Regions from separate parts of the Mus musculus genome. Here region 1 is linked to region 2. The links are chromatin contacts, called in public HiChIP or PLAC-seq maps. All regions are on one chromosome and are shown on one strand. The core of a region is the stretch at or near the end of the contact, and the rest is flanking DNA. Distances in the headings are between cores, read along the strand shown.

What was found. HiChIP or PLAC-seq counts read pairs in DNA pulled down with a chosen protein or histone mark.
Region 1: an H3K4me3 HiChIP or PLAC-seq map of intestinal villus epithelium shows a contact between it and region 2, with 7 read pairs. The contact joins two enhancer-like sites. A contact is called at or near these places in 9 of 484 Hi-C or Micro-C datasets (bone marrow-derived dendritic cells, brown adipocytes, cerebellar granule neurons and 4 more) and 4 of 115 datasets of contacts at active chromatin or transcription factors (bone marrow-derived dendritic cells, bone marrow-derived macrophages, intestinal villus epithelium and 1 more).

The regions. Positions count from the first base shown.
Region 1 is chr12:32,766,939-32,770,281 of GRCm38.p6, reverse strand. Gm40376 (predicted gene, 40376) reads right to left here. Exons shown (of 3, transcript NR_168680.1): 2 at 131-229. Among named protein-coding and RNA genes, the nearest start is that of Gm40376, 44 kb to the right of the region's middle. Within about 2 kb of position 1,686, at least 74 of the 459 cell types and tissues checked have an H3K27ac peak or open chromatin away from gene starts, as enhancers often do. A contact at or near this core is called in intestinal villus epithelium, where this site is marked.
Region 2 is chr12:32,633,978-32,637,314 of GRCm38.p6, reverse strand. No RefSeq gene overlaps it. Among named protein-coding and RNA genes, the nearest start is that of Gm33380, 54 kb to the right of the region's middle. Within about 2 kb of position 1,939, at least 43 of the 459 cell types and tissues checked have an H3K27ac peak or open chromatin away from gene starts, as enhancers often do. A contact at or near this core is called in intestinal villus epithelium, where this site is marked.

The sequences.
Region 1 (3,343 bases), core at 437-2,936, 130 kb before region 2:
TTGTTCAAAGTAAGAAGAAAGTGGGTTTTTCACTTTCATTGATTTCATAAGGATTTATTGGATAAGAGCCAGGCTCTTTGTAAGGCTTGCAGATACAGGAATGAAACTTTTTTCATTTTTAGACACACACACACAAATCGCAGCACAGCTGTGAATCCAACCAGTGAGGTGACTTGGTGATCTGTAGTATCAAGCAACGCTTCTGGTTTTCAGCTCTTGAGTACGGCTTCTGAAAGAGACAAACATTTGCACAGATGTTGAAGGTCCCTAGGTTCAGTCCAAGGCATAAGATCATAGTTTGGTTACTTAAGATTGTTGTTCCCTTCCTTTATATTCTCAGAGAAAAGAAGCCCATTGCCTCCAATGTTCTCATCGTTCTAGGGTGGCAGGATAGTTTCCAAAAATACGTGCGTTCAATGGACACATTACACCTCATGTGCACTGGAAATACTTGAGTCTGGGCTTCCTTTATCTACCAGCTTCTGTTTGATTGCCAAATACCCACCTCTCATTAATGATGGAATTTGTGGTTTTCTTCAATAATTAAGAGAGATACTCAATCTCAAATGTCTAATTGGCCCTAGATCTCAGGAGACAAGTGAGAACAATGGGCAGGCATGGAAGCTGTGGACCTTACACAACTGGATTCTGTTTCTAATATTACCACAAGTAGAAATAACTCCTTATAGATCCCGGCTACTAGCCACGATAGCTAATATCCCAACTCTCTTGTCTTCTTCACAGATACAGACTTGGCATCTCAGGGCTGGAACAACTGGGCTGCTAAATCCAGGTCTGGTAGTCAAGTTGTACATTACACAGAGAGAAGGAAACATGTGAGCAACTCTCATCAGGACACACAGAGAAGTTTCTTCAACACAGTCAAGGGTTTGGGTATAGTGCCCAAATGACTAATGTCCTTTATAAAATAGGAATTAACATTGTTGATGTGCATCTCAGAAAAAGAGTTTCTATGACACGTTCTACAGATGTAAAGGGTGGTGACTGATTAAAATATCCATCAGCTTTAGCAAGATAGAGTTTAATGATTTACTGGATGTGAGAAGAGGCAGAGAAGGGGGAAGGAGGAAAGGGAGGGAGAGGGACTGGAATTGAGAGTAAGGAAGGAGAAAGGGAGATGAGAACTGGATCCCACGTCTCTGAGCTCCAGGATGGGCAGCTTGAAGAAGAGGGGAGATTCTTTTGACTCAGGATTAGGGGGACCTACCCAATTTGTGTTCAAGTTTCCCTTTTTGTAGAATGGAGGAGTAATAGTATTTGTTTCAAAAAGTCAGGTGGAGGGAATGAGAAGCCTGAAATGCTGGCATGATGCCAAGAATTGCAATGGACGTCATAGATACTGTTGTTAGTTGCTTGAGGTGCTCCCTACAAATCTCTTCCAGTTTATTAGTCAAGGCTCCCTAATTTCAAAATATAAACCAGCTTGAATAAGTTATAGACAGTCTTAACAGGTTGGACATTGAGACTCTTAGTTGAAAATAATGTTCTGGGCACATTGGTTAGAAATCAAGGAAATGGATTTTTGTTTTTGCAGATCTGACTGAGACCCTGTCTTCATGATATTCTGGTTTTGCTTTTAGAAACTGCCAAATCACACATCACTTCTACCAGGGGAATGACACAGCATTATGAAACTCCCACACTCTCATGAGGGTGGCAACCAGGTTTCTTACATAACAAGGACTTTGGCACCTCACCCAGGGCTTGGTGGCTTGCCAGTCTTCCACTCCCCAGAAAAAGGCGTCAAGATTATTTGGATAGTTGGGTATGATCCAAGCTTAGGGCATGGGACAATGTACAGGGCAACACAGTGGAGGGGGCAGCTCCTAAGCATTCTGAGTAAACAAGCAAATGCTTCAAGGTCACTGGCACTTCCAATTCCATCAGAACATGCTTTGGGGGTGTGTGTGCCTGGGTCCAGACCTGTCTTGGACTCTGTGTAACTTCTAGAGTCACCTGAAGGGTCTTCAGTTCTCCACTAGGTCATGTGGAATAGAACTGCCCCCAAGAGTCTTTCCTGACACCTCAAACTGAGGGAAGTAGCACGGAGCACTTTCACCTGTGAGCAACAGTTTGCATAAGAGAGTCTAACTTTCCTAAAGGGAGGATGGACCCAGAGCCAAAAAAGATCAAGATCAACTTTCCATCTGGGAGGCAATAGCCTTCAGTGCCGGTAGTGTAGAAACTAGCTAAATTCTTATTAAAGTTCCAGCACAAACATTCCATTCATTTTTTATTCTGCTCTGTTAACACTGCTCGCCAGAGTCCGGATGGTTCTGTAGTGTGGGGTTGCTTTACCCTTCTAAGTCATCTTGCTCCAGTGAAACTAAACCCTGAGAAGGAATGATCCTGACTGCTTGTGTGTAACCTAACATTGCGTTGCTTGTACGTTAGTGAAATTAATGCCCTTTCCAGGATAAAAGGGTGACTGAATTAATGTCACATTATTGAAACCAGGCCTATTTTATAAGCCTTTGCTCTCATAGATCCCCTGGCAGAGTCTTGTTGAGTAGATTTAGTCTGGAAGATGGTTCTTATTCATGTCAGGTATTGTCCTTGGCATTTTCAACATATTGTCAGAATTTCAACAGCAGTACTTCTAAGTGCATGCTATTGCCCCATGACAGATGAGGGAACTTGCATCAGAGGAGTGGCTTTGGCTAGGAAAGGAGGTACAGGGGCCTGATAGAGCAGGTTTGCTGCATCAAAGCACCAACTTTTTACCTCTTGTTGGTACTACACAAAGGAGATGGCCATATACTGGGGGATTCTTCTGGTTTAGTCATTCACATTTGACTTGAACCTTCATTAGAAATTTCACTCAACCTTTTGCCAGATGGCAAGTGATTCTGAAGTGAAATTAGACTTTTGCGTAAGGATCAAAGTCTCATGGTTTGGGCCTGGCGAGACTGTTCAGTGGCTAAACGTACTTGTTGCACAAGCCTGATAAACTGAGTTTAATCCTAGAAACTCATGGAAGGAGAGATGTTGCCCACCTCCATACACACCAATATTAAAGAATAAAAACCCCTCTGTTTTAAAATCCCCCCCCCATCTTGCTTTGGTATAGCCAACAAGAATGTGTGTGGACTCCTTTGCCATTTGTGAGCAGACTGTAGAAAAACGTGATTGAGAGCAGAACTCAGTTCACCAAGGCCTGGCCCTGAGGGTCCTGCAGGGGAGTTTCCAGCAGTGCAACAGTTTCCATATTTCCTTGTTTTGCAGAAAGAGGTAGTTCAACAGCAGAGAAACACTCTCCACTTTGCACCCCAGCCCAAGAGAATTGGGGAGGGAGCAAGTATCTCCCATGCTGATTTCAAAG
Region 2 (3,337 bases), core at 690-3,189:
TAATCAGGTAAGATTATCATTAGCATCCAAAATACTGTATAGAATCATAAGACAACTTTGCAAACAGATAACAATTAGGCATCAAATAATCACTCTGTAAAGTGAAATGAATGACGTATGTCCACATATGCCTCTTAGCATCCACATGGCAGGTCACAGTCATCTATAACTCCATTCCAGGAAATCTGACACTCTCTTCTGCCTCCGTGGACACCAAGCACACACACACACACACACACACACACACACACACACTATATATATATGTGTATATATATATATATATATATATATACACACACACACACACACACATCCAGGCAAAACAATAAATAAATACACATACAAAATAAAAATAAATAGATCATTTAAAAATAAAAGGCCAGTTAAGTCACCTAGGGACTAGTATGTTTCTGAAATTTCTACTTTGATATCTTTATTCTAATCTGACTCCACAAATGCCCATGAGTTCTTTATTTTCTTTATAGCCAATCTTCTTGTTTTCTTGGTCCAGGCCTATTATTCTTAAATACTGTTACACAGAATACTCTGTGTTCTCCTCCCAGACAGCCATATTTTTAATTTCTCTCTCTCTCTCTCTCTCTCTCTCTCTCTCTCTCTATATATATATATATATATATATATATATGAATAAAGTGGTCTGTAAGCTTCTTTCTGAATGGGCAGCTATTTATTACAGCAGGCCATACTTGGCTGAGGTTAGCAACAAACCTCAGTTGCCTTTTAACATTCAAAAGAAATGCAGGGCCTTTGAAACACTGCAGGCTTCTTTTACTTTTCTTACTAATTTGGAATTCTGGCTTCCTTCTCTTTCAGGTTTTATGATTACTTGTTATTTTTGTTTGTACTCTTTTTCACAATGTCTGAAAGGATGGGAGAGGTGGGAGGAAAGGCCAAGGTAATTGAGTCCACCTAGCTGCCTCTGCAGTTAACAGCATGCCAATTCTAAACCCTGGGCTTCATTTTAATCTATTCTTTCACACAAAACAGCATCCAGTTGATATGTGCAGAATCAGGAGCATAGTCACCACAGCTGTCCTTTCATGTTTATGAGGTCCACACTTGGGGTATGAGAATTGCATCTGTTGAACATGGCTTAGGTTTTCTTGATATTATTCCCCTTTAAAAACCCATAAAACCATTCACATAGCATTTTTCTTGTATCAGGTATTATTAATAATCTGGATGAATTAAAGTATATGAGCATATACATCTAAGTGATAGAAAAATATTACTAATACATCATTATATATAAGGTGCTTGATACTTGAGAATTTGCACATCTCTGTATGTGGTGGAGGGAAACTAATTCTCTGAGGCTACCAAAGGATGTCTGTATTATACAAATGATATGGAAATTAACAGTGACTATAATAAACTGATGAAAGCAAGTTAGGGGAAAACAGGGCTTATTTTGGATTGTAGTTCCATGAGGTTAGAGTCTATATTGATGGGGAAAGCATGGGAGCAGGGGCAAGAAGCAGAGAGGTCACATTTTATCCACACACAGAAAGAGAGATAGGATGGGAAGTCAGTGAGGCTACAAACCCTCAAAACTCACCCCCCCCCCCCAGTGATGTATTTCCCAGTGGTGTTAGGAAGTGATGAATCTCCACTTCCTGACAGTTCTGTACCCCCCAAAACCATGTCACCAGCTAAAGACCAGCTGTTCAAATGCATGAACTTAGAGGGGCATTCTCATACTATAACAGTCCTGGGTCATGCCAGCAGTGTAGGTAACATGAATAATCAGAAATGAAAGTGATCAGAGGGTGCAAAGCCAGGAGGGAGTTCAGAGTAAACCTTAAGCTTGGGATGGGCACAGCACTTACCATTTGCCTTACAACGTTATTCACTCTACCTAGAGCTGAGAACTGTTTATGCAGGAAACACACTTCCTCTGTCTGTCTGAGCACTCAGAAAGGCTGCATTGCCTCCTAAGGTAAGATGAGATGCAGCTGTTAGCTTGCCCTTTTAGCCCTGTGAAAGACAGGTGATCTACTTCCTCCAGGCACAAGCTGTGTTAGCAGCTCAGTTCTCCCCAGCAAGGGGAAATGGAACTAATTCTGCCACCCTCAAGGAATAACTAAGCACGAACCCCTGCCTGTTCTCACGGGGTTACAACCTTTCTCTTTCCAGTATGCTTCTGGCTTTCACTTTCTGCATTTCCTTTCTCTTTCTCCTGGAAACGGAACCGAGCTAAGCACACCTAACCCAACTTCACTGCACCTTCCTTCAAGAGCAGGACCTGGCTCCTTGTTCAGCAGCTGAGGGTCTGCCTGATGTATCTCACCACACTGGACTTGTTTGCTATCAGTGTCATCATGCAGAGAGCTGAGGTCACAGAATCTAAGAGAACATGGGATTTTCTGTGTCTTCCTTTTGGGGCATTCTGGAACATTTTCTAAAGCCTAAACATCCTGGTTGTTCAGTTGCCTCTCCCTTTCCAGAAGCCTAGTGCTACTTCAACTTTGACCCCAACTCTGAGATCATCCTGGCTCTGAGACCCAATCAGAATCATTATCACCCAGCTGGAGGAGGGGAAAACATCACCATTCCTTAAGGAGTTCAGATGGTCATGACTGAGAAGTAAAGTTTATTGTAGAATATACACAATCTCCTAATGAATCAATCACCTAAGTCTACAAGTGTTTGGGTTTAGGGTTCAAGGGCAACACTAAGGTCAGTTATCTTTTGGGAGTTAGCATTTTGTTGGAGAGATGGTAATGCCCACATGGCAGAGCTAGGGTCCCTCCTTATATATTTTAGGGGAAGTGAGAGGTTCTATGTCACAGGATTGGTGCTTGCAGACTACCTGTCTGATTCATGGGCAGCCGGGAGAGAGGAATCTGTCTGCTTCGGGCCTGTAAGAAGAGTCTGCTAGAAGGGTGGGGAGAGTAAGAACTTAGGAAAGCAAATCAGCAGGGAAGCTTTTAAAAAGGCATGGCCCTGGCTAACAGAATCCCTCCCCAAAATCTCCCCAAAAGATGTAAGTTATGAAGGAGGGTAGGAAGAACTGGAAGCAGGAGGGTGCTTTGCTTGAAGACCATTGGATGCAACAGAAATGTGGGATTGCAGTCAAGGTGAGGTGAGATTGCCCCATAGCCACAGTAGACTCCACTCTGCTTTCACCATTTTGTCTGCTGCATCCAAACTGGGCCTTAAACTATCTCTGTATATTTCTGTATCCAGGCCAGACAGTCTGCCCATTAGTCAGAACTGTCATATGGGTTGAAAGCCATTGTGAATCTAAATAAAGAAGTACCCTTTTCTCTTCTTTTCTTTTCTTTTCTTTTCTTTTTTTAATTAGGTATTT